Linked DNA regions of Mus musculus: all the other regions are linked to region 4. The links are chromatin contacts, called in public HiChIP or PLAC-seq and promoter capture Hi-C maps. All regions are on one chromosome and are shown on one strand. Each heading gives the region's core, a stretch centred on a gene start, on an enhancer-like site or on the middle of the called end of the contact. The rest is flanking DNA. Distances are from core to core; before and after follow the strand shown. Region 1 has its middle 55 kb from the start of Akap11. Region 2 has its middle 25 kb from the start of Gm30662. Region 3 has its middle 13 kb from the start of Mir1971. Region 4 holds the start of Enox1 (ecto-NOX disulfide-thiol exchanger 1).

Evidence for each region. Promoter capture Hi-C pulls out the DNA fragments that hold promoters and counts their contacts. HiChIP or PLAC-seq counts read pairs in DNA pulled down with a chosen protein or histone mark.
Region 1: a contact with region 4 is called in an H3K4me3 HiChIP or PLAC-seq map of neural tube, with 15 times the contacts expected there. The contact joins the enhancer-like site here to the promoter of Enox1 in region 4. A contact is called at or near these places in 10 of 39 promoter capture datasets (the 3T3-L1 cell line, the C10 cell line, embryonic stem cells and 6 more), 24 of 484 Hi-C or Micro-C datasets (the 3T3-L1 cell line, CD4 T cells, the N1E-115 cell line and 19 more) and 9 of 115 datasets of contacts at active chromatin or transcription factors (astrocytes, differentiating embryonic stem cells, embryonic basal ganglia and 6 more).
Region 2: a promoter capture Hi-C map of pre-B cells shows a contact between it and region 4, with 4 times the contacts expected there. The contact joins the enhancer-like site here to the promoter of Enox1 in region 4. A contact is called at or near these places in 4 of 39 promoter capture datasets (the 3T3-L1 cell line, the C10 cell line, pre-B cells and 1 more) and 7 of 115 datasets of contacts at active chromatin or transcription factors (the NIH/3T3 cell line, craniofacial prominence, embryonic forebrain and 4 more).
Region 3: a contact with region 4 is called in a promoter capture Hi-C map of hippocampal neurons, with 6 times the contacts expected there. The contact joins the enhancer-like site here to the promoter of Enox1 in region 4. A contact is called at or near these places in 11 of 39 promoter capture datasets (the 3T3-L1 cell line, the C10 cell line, cranial neural crest and 7 more), 1 of 484 Hi-C or Micro-C datasets (cerebral cortex) and 6 of 115 datasets of contacts at active chromatin or transcription factors (astrocytes, embryonic basal ganglia, embryonic forebrain and 3 more).

What each region holds. Positions count from the first base shown.
Region 1 is chr14:78,480,662-78,484,016 of GRCm38.p6, reverse strand. No RefSeq gene overlaps it. Among named protein-coding and RNA genes, the nearest start is that of Akap11, 55 kb to the left of the region's middle. Within about 2 kb of position 1,421, at least 144 of the 459 cell types and tissues checked have an H3K27ac peak or open chromatin away from gene starts, as enhancers often do. A contact at or near this core is called in embryonic basal ganglia, muscle stem cells, myocytes and 4 more, where this site is marked.
Region 2 is chr14:78,355,074-78,358,473 of GRCm38.p6, reverse strand. No RefSeq gene overlaps it. Among named protein-coding and RNA genes, the nearest start is that of Gm30662, 25 kb to the right of the region's middle. Within about 2 kb of position 1,618, at least 54 of the 459 cell types and tissues checked have an H3K27ac peak or open chromatin away from gene starts, as enhancers often do. A contact at or near this core is called in pre-B cells, where this site is marked.
Region 3 is chr14:78,202,642-78,205,797 of GRCm38.p6, reverse strand. No RefSeq gene overlaps it. Among named protein-coding and RNA genes, the nearest start is that of Mir1971, 13 kb to the right of the region's middle. Within about 2 kb of position 1,332, at least 42 of the 459 cell types and tissues checked have an H3K27ac peak or open chromatin away from gene starts, as enhancers often do. A contact at or near this core is called in embryonic basal ganglia, embryonic forebrain, forebrain and 1 more, where this site is marked.
Region 4 is chr14:77,154,618-77,158,141 of GRCm38.p6, reverse strand. Enox1 (ecto-NOX disulfide-thiol exchanger 1) reads right to left here and starts at 1,379. Exons shown (of 19, transcript NM_172813.3): 1 at 1,100-1,379.

The DNA.
Region 1 (3,355 bases), core at 172-2,671, 1.3 Mb before region 4:
GAGACCTGAACTCCAAACCTGGGTCAGCTCTGAGGTTGGAAGGAACACAAAAATCTCCTGTAAAGATAATGGGTTGGAGGAAGAGGTGGTAGGGCTGGGTAGTGTCTTAGGGTTCTCATTGCTGTGATGAAACGCCATGGTGAAAGTCTCTCAGAGAGGAAAGGGTTTTATTTGCCTCACCCTTCCATAGTGCTGTTCATCACTGAAGGAGGTCAGGACAGCAACTCAAACAGGCCAGGGACCTGGAGGCAGGAGCTGATCCAGAGTCTGAAGGAATGCTGCCTACTGGTTTGCTCCCCACGGCTTGCTGGAACCAGGCTCACCAGACCAGGAATGGCCCCACCCACAATGAGCTGGGCCTCCCCCATCAATCACTAATTAAGAAAATGCCCTACAGGCTTGCCTACAGTGTTTTATAAATTGAGATTCCTTCCTCTCAAATGACTTTAGTTTGTGCCAAGTTGACATAAAAGTAGCCAGCACAGACAGGCTTGAAGGAGGCTTTTAGGCTAGAGAGATGGCTCAGCCGTTAAGAGTACTGACTGCTCTTACAAAGGTCCTGAGTTCAATTCCCAGCAACCACATGGTGGCTCACAACCATCTGTAAAGAGATCTGACTCTGTCTTCTGGAGTGTCTGAAGACAGCTACAGGGTACTTACATACAATAAATAAATCTTTAAAAAAATGGCAGGAGAGGAAAGCTGTCCTTGTCAACGAGAAGGCAAAGTTGTGCCCTGGCCACTGTGGTCTTGGGACATGAGTAGCAGTGCTGATTGATGGCCAAGGCTAGCTTGTGAAACTCAGAACTGAGAGGTTGGCACTCTGGGTAGCCAGCCACAGTGGTATTTTGGCACTCAGCTCTCACTGGTGGTTCCTAGCTGCCTCCAGCCAGGATGGATTGGTCACAGAGCTAACAGGACTGGATGGCTGCTGTGCGGACACACTGCCTTCCCACAGACACCCTGCAGCTTGTCTTTCATAGTTCACTCAAGGTAGTACTTGTGACCAACTTGGGAGCACATAGTGTTTCAGGGTAATAAAAGGGAGCCTTTGGAACAGGGCAAACCAAGCCATGCCCCAGCCGGGACGCTGACTGTGCTCCTGAAGCTGCAGTGTTCCTGTGTGCCTGAGGGTGGTACCGCAGCACAGCCTATGGCTTACAATACACCAAAGCTCCCTCGCTAGAGTGAGCCTTCCGTAGTCTCCCGCTTTAGGCTGGTTCCTAATTTAGCCTGTATTTTCAGGTCTTCTTTTGCTGGCGTATTTCCATCCCCAGTCACAATCGGAGCGTTTTCTTCTTAAGTTACTAAAAGGAAGCTTTTCTCTGCCCAAGTTCAGCTTCAGTTTCAGGGCAGAGCTGCTGCTTTGGTCACAAAACTCTTACCTGAGCAGCACCACCTGGTGTGGGCCAGCCTGTGGCGCCTGGCATCCTGCAGAGGGAAAGTCAGAGCGGCCCTGTGCATGGTCAGGTGAGCTCAGATACAGTGCACCCTGCACACTGCACCTCAGCGTCTGTCCGTCCTCTCTGAAGGGAACTAGCTGGCCTTCATGGGCTAGAGTGCCTTCTCTAAGAGGTTTTGGTTTCTTGACTTTGCTTTTGAAAGGAGCCAAAACCATGGTCCAGGTGATAGTCTTCATCCATGGTTGCAATAAGGAGCACTGAAAGGCAGTGTGGACAAACCTGTCTCATAACTTTTGCATCCTTGCATGACTTATGCTCTGGCCTCTACAATATGGATATATATATATATATATATATATATATCCATATATATATATATATTTTTTTTTAACTACACTTCATTTTGGGTTTTGCTTCATTATTTTGTTGGATTCATGGCTTTGTTCTGTGAAAGGTGAGCCATTCTTCATGTACTTCCAACGCGATAAAAGGATTCAACATAAATTCATAATATAAGGATCCCTTTAATATTGTCTTCTGTCCAAATTCATCTTACCATGTGCTCGTAAATGTGTTTCAGGACTGATGCATGTGATACATGCTGGGATCTAGAAGATATTAAATGTTGTTTGATTGGTCAGTAGTATGCAGGAGGGGGGAAATGTATACTGGGGATATAGTTAAAACTTCATGAATGTGATTATTACTTAAAGCAGGGAGTCTTTGCTCTTCCCAGCCAAGCTGAAGAGAACAGAGCAGTACCTACCCATGTAGTCCCATTTCAATTCTTGAGTTTAGCACTTATATTTTTCATTATTTTACTACATTTTTAAAATTTGTATGTGTGCAAGTATGTGGAAGTCAAAGGACAGCTGACAATAATTGTTCCCTCCTCCTGTGTGGGAACTGGGGATTGAACTCAGGTCACCAGACTTGGTGTCAAATACCTTTACCCACTGAGCCATCACTCTTTATAATGCAAATAAGTTAAAACAGAACATTATTTGTAGTTGGCAGAATAATGTTTGCCTCTAATATGCCCAAATACATAACCCTGGAATCTTTGACTCTGCTACCTTCCATGGCAAAGATTTATTTATTTATTTATTTTTGGTTTTTTTGAGATAAAAATTTTTCCATGTAGCCCCAACTGACCTGGAACTCATTTTATGGACCTGAATGGCCTCAGAGCCAGTGGCTCTGCCCCCTCGGTGCTGGGATTAAAGGTATGCACTACCATACCCTGCCTTCATTTACTTATTTTTTCTTGAGATGGAGCACCGTGTAGCCCAGGTTGATCTCCAGCCGACTGTAGATGAGAGTGGTCTCGAACTCCTGATCCTTCTGCTTTCACATGTCATGGAGTTAAGGGCCCTGACAGGGGGAACTGAACCTGAACTATCTATGAGAGTTCAATGAATCTCCTGAAATTGGGAGAGCCTTAACCAGGTCTGGGCTTTGCGCTGTGTGATTGAAAAACCAAGGATGGAGAGGGATGTGATACCTAGCTGTGAAGGCCGAGGAAGGCTTTGAGTCAACAAGAGCAGTGGCCATTGGTAACTGGAGCAAGGGTGAAAATGGATTCTGGGAGTATCTGGAGGGGGAGCTCCCTTTGCACCCCCCATGCCCCCTGCCCCTACCCCCCACCCCCCTACTACCACCTCCACCCTGGGGACACAGCAAGATCCGTGTTAGATTTCTAACCTCCAAAACTGCATATTAAGGTGCCCAGGTTATGTGATTTATTAGGATAGCTAGTTCAATATGGTAGCCACTAGCCATGTGTGTGATATTGCTGACTGCCTGAAATGTGACCAGTCCAAAACAAGGAGTGCTGTAAATACCAAATGCAAATAGATTCCAAAGCTTTAGTGTGGAAAAAAAAGTAAACAAAACAAAACAAAACAAACAAACAAACAAAAACGAACCCCTTTAATAATTTATTCATATTG
Region 2 (3,400 bases), core at 369-2,868, 1.2 Mb before region 4:
TGTAGGGTAGATAAAGGTTCATTTCAAGTCATAAATCATGATACATAGACAAACGACATGCTTGTGTAATGTAAGGGCTTTCTGTGTACTCTTGAGTGAGGGCAAGATTACAAGAAGCCAAGACTGTATAGAACGATGGCCCAAATTGATGGGATGATGTAACTCTTTTCTTTTTTTTTTTTTTTCATCCTTTTCTTCTGGGTGTCCTTGAACTTCAATTCACCAGTCTGGAATGCTAGAACAACTCACTTTGGAGTTTATTTCTTACTACTGCTGTTGTTTTTTGTTTTTGCTTTTTAATCCAGAGTCTACTGGAATTATTCAGTTTCTATAATGCTGAAAGCATGTTCTTTCTGTTAGCTTATAAGCAATGTCCTGGAGATGTGTATTAATTTGTAGAGGATAGAACTGGACACTGAAACTTTTCCTCCTATCTGTTTTACTGACGTTACACTGAACTCAATAAGAAATCAGGGATTTCAAACTATGCAAATCATAAACTATGGCGAGCAGTCACTTACTAAACATACACACGTTGAACTCCAGGCTGGGTACAAGTGTTCTAGGAAGACAAATTCTGGAAAAGACAGTCCCAAACCCAACCTGCTGCAGAGACATGAGAGGCAGGTTAGGGAAGGACCTGTGGATGTCCTCATCCAGATTGGGTGGCACCTTGCTTTGTACCTCTTAGAGATGCAAGATGGCCAGCCTGGAACCTAAATGCAAGAATCCCAAAGGGTTGCCTCTTCTGATGGGTTTTAGTACCAAGTCCTAGACAGTATGATTTTCTCGATTATTTCCTCAAATTCAAAGCTGTAGAGAGTATCTTTCCATCACTAGGTGGGAATAGAAGGAATTAGCTGTGTGAAGGTGACTGTCAGCTGGATACTATCTGCTTTTCAACTTTCTGCCTATGTGAAAAACAGTTTGTTTTTCTGGTCCCATAGAATCTAGAGTTAGCTGCAGGTGGTCTAGCTTCGTGTAGATCCCACCCTCCACCAGATGTGCAATGTTTGCTTGAATAGCAACTTGCAGCTTGACGTTCATTTGCATTGATGTTTTCATTTTGAAGTTATTATTCCTGAGACACTGAAGGTAGGGTTTGATGTGAGTTCACCCAGGAATGTTATTTTTTTGCTATAGATTAGAGATTTTTTTTTTGAACACTCCATAGCAGTGGACATGTGAGCCAGGCACACATTTCTGGGCAACTCCCCCAATATAGGAAACAGACAAAGATGGATGTTTGCTGATACCCTCGGTGTCTAACCGAAGGTTTTTTAAATCCCAAGATATGGCATAAAGCCTCCTTAGGGGGAGATACACTAACCAAAGTGGAAAATTCCTCTCCACATTTGTACGTGAGCAGAACCTGCTCGCAGTATGTGGTAGCACATGGAAAGAACCTGGCAGTGCTGAGGGATGTCACAGGACGCGAGTCTGTGAACTTATTTTTGTGTTTACTGCAGGGATGTTGTTAAGGATGTGGTTGCCAACATCCCACAGTGTTTCCTTTACAAAGATCTGCTGAAGACGTTTTTTTTCTCTTCCCTCAGGACTCTGAATTAACCACAGTCCTCCTGAGCAGCTGCAGAGTTACGTCTTTTAAGTTCTCTATGTCGTGGTCTTTCACTATGTGTCTTAGAGACAGGGGTTCCCAAACCTTACTGTATTACTCAAATCATCTGGCGAGCCCTTGAAATGCAAATTTCCAGGAATCCCCGAGAACAATTACATCAGGATCTCTGAAAGGGGATCAGCAAGTTTTCAAGTTCTCTACACTGGGTGCAAGGGCAGCCAGGGCTATGGGCACTGTGGGAGTGGGAGTGAGTACTCTAATGATCTGCTGTGGGCATCTCCTTCTCTTATCCAGGTGCCCGAGTGTTCCTTCTTCATGTCAGTTTCTGCCCTGTAAAAACTGTTCAAGCACAGGTGTTATAGCTTGCTTTCTGTTCCTGGGACACATACTGTACTCAAAAGCAATCTGCAGAGGAAACATTTTCTTTCATTTACACTTCCAGGTCAGAAGTCATCGTTCCAGGAAGTGAGCGGAGGAATGTGAGGCAGAAACAGGGAGGGGCCCTTCTTCCCAGCCCCTTCTCTGGCTATCTCTCAGGCCTACTCTCTGCTAGCTTTCTCATAAAGCATAGGAACATCTTCCTAGGGAATAGTGCCACCCACAGTGAGCTATGGATGCCCTCCTGCAACAATTAATAATTATGAAAGTCCTCTGAAGACATGGTCATATGACAATCGGACCTAGGCAATCCTCAAAAGGGGCTTTCTTCTCAAGTTGACTTCAGACTGTGTCAGATTGACAATTAAAATTAGTCAGCTAGAGAGATGGCTCAGTGGTTAAGAGTACTGACGACTCTTCCAGAGGTCCTGAGTTCAATTCCCAGCAACCACATGGTGGTTCACAACCACCTATACTGGGATCTGACACTGTCTTAGCCTGGTGGTAGTGGCCTTTAATCCCAGCACTTGGGAGGTAGAGGCAGGAGGATTTCTGAGTTCGAGGCCAGCCTGGTCTACAGAGTGAGTTCCAGGACAGCAAGGGTTACATAGAGAAACCCTGTCTCAAAAAAAAAAAAAAAAAGAAAAGAAAAAAAAACAAAACAAAACAAAAACAAACAAAAAAACCCACAACAAAACAAAAATTAGCTGTGTGTGTGTATAGAAGCTTATAAAAGTTAAATAAATGACTATGAATTGTTCCCTTTAAAAAATAACATTTGGTGATTGTCATATTTTCTCTTGTGGTATAAGTGCTAGTCTGTGTCTTCAAACAAGGCTAGATATACATGAAATATACCTGGAAGAGGAAACGGGTAAGCGTTGAGGGTGATGGTGGCTGAGGGGGCTCTCAGGGTTAGATGCTTGTTTGATCTTTGGGAGGGAGCCTTGGAAAGAGTGAGTGCAGGTGAAGAGGCTCAGAGAGAAGTGCAGCTGCAGGTGGATAGCTCCCACTGATTGGAGGAAACACACTATTAGGGCCGCCTGAATTCTCCTACCTCCCTGTACTTCTTATCTGTGCTGAGTAGCCACAAAGGATTGTGAGAAATGAGGACGTAGCATGGAAAGGAAGCCACAGGGTCAAGAGAGCTACAAACGGGGGAACCTGTGTGAAGGTGGCTTTAGGGAACAGGAAGGCAATCAAAGGAGTATTCACCAAGGGATCCTGAGAGAATGGTGCAAGATGGAGTCTGGGCGGAGACTGGGGGTGAAAGGGACTGTGTTGTTTAGACCTTGATAGAGAATCGGGCTGAAGTTGGGGTGTCATTTGCTCATGAGAAATAGAGTTAGATGGCAATCTAGGACATTACCTCATCCCTACAACCCCAGCAAGGTACATAGGAATTTCATATTAACAGGAACACAACATTTCTTTAGCAGAGTG
Region 3 (3,156 bases), core at 83-2,582, 1.0 Mb before region 4:
AACTTCAAAGATGAGAGTAAGCATCTGAAGGACATTGTAGAAAACCCAAGACAGACAATAGGATACAGGGACACAATAGGCCAACAGCTCAGCTGGTAGGGGTGAAGTCCTGCTAGACGATAAAAGCCAAAGTCTAAGTACAATGGTACCCAAACTTGTGAAGGTCAATGTTGTGGCTCTAATTAGGACTTGACCTGAACTGCCCACTCTACTTCCTTTAAGATATGGCTCACATTTTGAATACTTGGTCCTCTCTCGGTGGTGCTGTTTTGGGAGAACCCAAGCTGATGGAGTAGGTCACTAGGGAAGATTCTTGGTGCTGTATTATCCTTGGCCTCTTCTTTTTTCTTCTCTGCTTCTTGGTCAGCCATGAATAGCACCCCTGTCATACAATCCCACCACCATGAACAAGCACATGGGACCAAGCATGGACTGAATCTCTGAAGCCGTGAGCCATATTAAACCCTTCCACCCTTTAGTTGTTTCTCTCAGGAGTCTGCCCATAGCGATGCAGATGCCACTGATACAGGTGACACTCCCTAAGAAGGAAGGGTATGGCCAGAAATAGCACAGCAGAGACAGCGGTGCAGACAGAAGGACCAGGAAGCTAGCTATTGGCACAAGACTGGCTGAGAAGCAAGAGAGAAGGCCAGGATGGGGACAGTGGTTATGGATGGAGCCAGGAAAGCCCAGAGCATCATGGTAGTTGTAGTAGTAAAAGCCACTGAGGACAAAGGGGAATGCTTCTGACTTCTTTATTAAAAGGAAACAAGGATGCACTCTGGAAAGGCAAAAAGCCAGCTTACTACTATGGTGGCGCACAGTCAGTGAGACTTCAAGTCACAAACCAGCTCATCTTCTTGAACGGGGACAGTAGGTCAGTGTCACACTGCAGGGTTAATAGAGTGACAAATCCTAAGGTCTAAAGAATGACTAGGGTAGGGGTTGGTGGTTGTGCAGGGGAGAAGAGAACAGAAAGAAGTGAAAAATAGAGGATGCGTTGCAAATCAAAACATTGACATTGCCACCAAAAAGTAATCAAATACCCCAGCAAAGGAGCATAAGGCCTTTGTGTCCCAACATCTCCATCAAAAATGTCACTTAGCATATGGGCTTTCTTCCGTTCATCTCCCGAGACTCTGAGATTATTTAGAGTAATTGCTCCAGCACAGGGAACATGGAGGGTAACACGCACACTTAGGAGTCATGGTTGGTATTCCTCTCCAGCTAACTTGGTTCTATGTAACCTGGACGTTTAGCCCCGCTCTCAATCAGATCACACTAGAGTCTTTCATGCTCCAAAGCCAAAGCACAGCTATTGCCACCGCCACTCTAGACACGAAGGCTCCGACTGCAGTTCACACAGACAGCTAAGCCAATTGTGGTAAAAGGAGCACCAATCTTAGGAAATTTGTGACCCGAAGACTCACTGACTGTGCGCCACCAAAGTAATAAGCTGGCATTTTGCCTTTCCAGAGTGCATCCTTGTTTCCTTTTAATAAAGAAGTCAGAAGCATTTCCCTTTGTCCTCAGCGGCTCCTATTACTACAACTACCATGATGCCATGGGCTTTCTTGGTTCCACCCATGCTCCACCCCCATTGGCCACTGTACATTCTGCCTTTCCTGGCAAGAGCCTCCAGGTGTTCAGTTTCTGATCCTACAATGACACCCCACTGTCATGCCTTTGCAAACTCTTTCTCCTTTCTGAGAACTTCAATTTTAGCTGTTCGCTCGTTTGCTTAATTACCCTTGTTGCTGATACTCACAAAAAAAGGACTGAAGATGTAACAGATGGTGCCTAGGGATGGGTGGTTACGGAGGCAAAGCTGTCAACATACCTATCGCCAGCCCATTTTAACGTGCGCATTATGTCCCCCTGTGGACTGCTGTAAGGAACTAAGCTGATGTGTGCTGCAGGCGCCTGACTGTACATTGAGCTTAGTAATGCCTTTTCCTTCCCATGACTCTCCCCTATATTTGGCTTCCTGGTGCTTTTTATAATGATCTCTGTTGCATCTTTAAAAACTATTCCACCTCATTTAAAATGTGGCATAAATGATGTGGGGTTTTTGACAAATTAAGTAATAATAAGAAAACATTTTCAATATTCTGCATTTTTCCATTAAGCTCCAAAAAATAGTGATTATAAGATCGCCATTTTCTCTCCACTGTTAACGATGTGTTGGGCCTGGTTTCATTAAAAACCTCATTATTCAAAGATTTATAACTCAGCCCAGGAAATCTCTTTTGAAGTTGTAAACATATCTGATCTCAGTTTTGAAACTTACATTTAAAGTATTTCAGAGGGAATTGAATATCCAGTGAGGGAACCTGTAATAAAGGAGGGCATTAGAATGATAAAATCAATACAATGAAACTTCATACAGACTCGAGGACAAAGGGTTAGAAAATAGAAAGAACAGATATTTGCAAGTTAGACACGGCTTTGTCATGGCTCTGTGTCCAAATAGCTGTTTGAGTTTGAATAATTCATAATCTGAGCTACTTCTAGGCTTTTAAAATGTCAATTGATTATAAGTATGGATGGAATTCCCTTTGGTAAGGAACTGGAACACTGCTGCTTCAGGGGTTGGTGCAATATAAGTCAGCACATGGACTGCTGTGTACTAACCCCAAACTGCAGGGGTGTTTGGGGCCTAGGAAGAGGATACCAGAGCCAGTTTGAAGTGCTACCACTGGCCAAAGGGGACAGTCTGGCAGAGAGAGAGGGTCAGGGCTCAAATGACAAAGCAAGCAGAGAAAGCTGTAACAATGGGTTAGAATATGAGTAAAGAATATGTGATTTGATGCCCTCTTCTGGCATGCAGGTGTACATGCAGATAGAGCACTCATGTACATTAAAATAAAATAACCACAAAACAGTACATCTAGGGTCCAGAGAAGTGGCTAAGTAATTAAGAGTACTGGTTGCTGTTCCAGAGGACCCAGGTTCAATTCGCAGCACCCACATGGCAGTTCACAACTGTCTATAACTCCAGTTCCAGGGGATCTGACACCCTCACACAGACAGGCAGACATACAGGCTAAACATCAATACACATGAAATGATGAACAAACAAACAGTAAATCTATAAATCATTTGGAGTATGTAGGAATGTATTATGATAGTGGGTCTTCTTATTGAAGAATGTTT
Region 4 (3,524 bases), core at 130-2,629:
CTGCATTCTCCTAAAGCTACTTTTAAAAACCACTACCACTGAACAAACATAATCTCAACAAAATTTAAATTTTTTAAAATGTTATAACAGTGGAAGACTGCGGAAGGGGGAGTAAAGCACAATGTGCAATTTGAAGGAATGATACTAGCCGGATTACATACACTGGGATGTGTATGCCATAGAGCTGGGTTTCCCCACCTGTCGACCCCACTTCCCCCATGTGCTCGCTGCGGGATGACAACCACAACACTCCAGAACCACCCCCTCCAAGGAGGCGGGGTTATGAGATCAACCAATCAGAGCCCGCGATCCCGGGTGTCCAACCTATGGGGTGGCCGTGGCCATGCAGGGGTAGGACATAGGGTGGTCCGGGAGGGGCCGCGTCCGTGGGAGGAGTGCACGTGTCCAGAGAGGCGGGGAACCCGCGGGCGTCCAGCTGCCGAGGCGCCGGCCGGGTGTCCAAGTCCGGCTGCCCAGTGCGGTCTTGGACTGGGAAAGGCAGGCGATCGCCCGCAGAGGAAGACCTGTCCTTGTGTCCAGTTCCCAGCGAGAAGGAAAGACACAAATAACAACAATAGTACCTCGCGCAGATCGGGCAGAGAGGAAAGTTTCTGGCCCGCGCCAGAGTAGAGAACGCCAAGGCAGGGAGATGCTATGCAAGACAGGAGGAGGACACTATGGGAAGAACGGAACAACCGGAGGGCTGCGCGGGCAGGACAGGGTCCCGGGTGCGGTCCCCGGGAGGCGAGCGGCGGGGTGCGCTGTCCAAGGTGCAGGGGAGGCGGTTGGTGCGTGGTAGGCGCGGAGCCCGAGCGGACTCTAGCCGGCCAGCGATAAAAAAGAGCGGAGTACATCTGTGTGGGGCGCTGAGCACCCCCGGCTCATAAAAGTGCGGGAGCCCGAGGAGCGTCGGGGAAGGGCGCAGGGGGCTCCCCCACACCGCTGCCTTCCAGCCTCACCTCCAGCTCCGCTCCCCTCCCCCCTCGCCCACTCCCCTCGGTGCCTTGTTCCCCGGCCACGACGGGGGCGGGACCGGGAACCCCCCATGGGCGGCGAGTCCCTACGCCCCGGGGATGCTGCGGGCCGCGGAGCCGCTTACCTGGGGCCGCGGTGCGGGGATTCGAGGCAAGCGAGCGCCGGGCGCGGCGCGGCTCCTCCTTGCCTCGGCGTCTCCTCCCGATCGCGCTTCTGCCGGACTCTGTCCAGGGCGCCGAGCAGCCAGACCCGGCTAGACTGCAGCCTCCGCTCGCGCCGCCGCTGCTGCCGCAGACAGAGGACGCCCCGTGGCGGCTGGAAGCCTGTGTGAGTAGCAGCGCCCGGGAGAGTGGGATCTGCTCAGGGGCGCTGGAGACTCCGCGGCTCGGGGCGCGCGGGCGTGCGCACGCGCGCCTGAGAGTGTGAGTGAGTGTGCGCGCGCGCGCCCAGGAGTGGGGGGAGTCGCGAGGGGCGGGGGAGCGAAGCGGAGAGATGCTCGTAGGGACCGAGGCAAAATTCGTCGCCCCCGGAAATCCGTAAAGCGGTGAAAGGATGGGCGGCCTGTCTGGCCCGAAGAAGCGACTGGCCCGGCGGAGAAACCAGATGAGAGGCGGCGTGGCGCGCTCGAGCTCCGGATCCCGGCCGATCTGGAGCCGGAGGAGCGCTCTGCCACTGATGCTGCACAAGTGGTGCCCACGGCCGAGGATCGCGCTATTCCCTCGGGGGAGGAGCTGAGGCGACTCGCTCGTGCCACTGCTGCCAGTTTGAATTTCTAGGCTGGACGTTCAGGGACTGGTCTTGGTACCCCATGGTTGCCATGGCGACCTTGAAGGCGCCAGGCAGGCGACCGGGGTGCGGGGGGGAACTCGGTGCGTGCAGTGGACTCCAGGATGCTGAGATGCACTGCTCAACCCGGCGCTGTCTAAGGTTGAGCCTGGGCACAGAGGTTTTACCCAGGGTATTAGGATGCCTCAGTGGTGGTTGGGATCGCTCCAGATGAAAATGTTACCTTTTTGTTCTCCTTGGAAGCCACTTTCCCTCAAAGTTAGCCACCTCCATATAGAAGTATTGGCCCTCTCTTTGTTAGGATTCTGCCAACTGTCCCGATACACAAGTAACTCAAAGCAAGCTGAGAACACCTTCATCACCGAGCGCTCTAACACCTTAGAGATTATGACTAAATCCCACTTATCTGTCCTATTCCTGAAAGGTACATCGAGCTGTTGGTATAGTTTTCCATGCTTACTTTAAATAAGCAGACTTTATTCACCCAAGAATTCCTTCCAGGAGTGTAAGGTCCGTGTTGCAGTTGTCATGCTCTTCTTGGCAGGAATCCTCAAGAGCGGGTTAGGGTTTGCACTTTTGCCTGCCCTCCAAGACTTGCACAGCGCCCCTGTACACTGTGTGTTCTCTATAAATGTTGAATGAATGACATTGTTTTCTAGCTTCACATATCCTGAAGGCAGAAACTCAGATGGTGGGAATGTCATTACCATCCCACTAGGCTTGCTTGATTTAAACGTATGCCAGTTCCCTGTGTGAAAGACTATTTTTCCCCTCGGGCTGCCAGGCCCCAGTGCAAAGAAGGAACATAGGAGAAGACTGACCCATTGTGCAAATTTACCAAAAGATTCACGAAAAGAGCACTCAGAAAGGAACTTGGTGGTATAATCTGCCTGAGCAAAGGATAAAGATCCTGGGGACACCTAACCTTCTCAAAAAAGGTCCAAGTCACCGAGTTGCAGATACTTGGCAGTTTCTACACTCCCTTCTACAGAAAAGGATAGGAAAGGAGGTGTTAAATCTGTCTGCCTCTAGATGCTGGTCAGAAGCAAGCTTTTCTCTTGTCAGGAACACTAGGCACTAAACACTGGCCCATACGTTACAAGGTCACTGGGGCTTGCTAATTCTGCTGCTGCTTCAGGGTGGCTTCCTCCAATCTCAGTATTTCCAGTCATCTTCTTAGAAGCAAGAGTTCTCGATTTCACATTCCACGCTCAATTTCAATTCCTTTGAACTCGGGCTCTTCCAATGAGCTGCCTCTCTTGCCAGCCATGATACCACAGCTGTGAACTATAACTGAAATAAAGTGAGAATTAAAAAGGATTTATCTGGGTGCCTCCAAATAAATCCATTTTATGTTTTCTCTTAGGGGGTCCCTTCCAATGACTTCACTGTCATTTCATTTACAGTCTTCTGAAGAGACATTGGCTATCATCTTGGAACTCTTGTTTTGTTAAATGAGAAACTTAGATATCTAAAACGCTGCCTTGAAAAGAATTTCTAAAACTTGGGAGCAGATATGCAGACTGGACCGCCGATAGGCAAACTAGACCACCAATGTAAGACAGTCTTCCAAGACAATTTTCAAATGTTTATAAAATTCTGTTCATTTGCCACATATTTGTCTTACCTACCAGAGTGGAAGAATGCTCTCAAAGCTGCAACTTCTTCAAATATCGTGTCACCACCAACACAAGTGATAAGAAGCCAATGTTTAAGTAGAAGTAGGCACATGGCTATTGCTCTTTACCCACCACTTAAAAGAT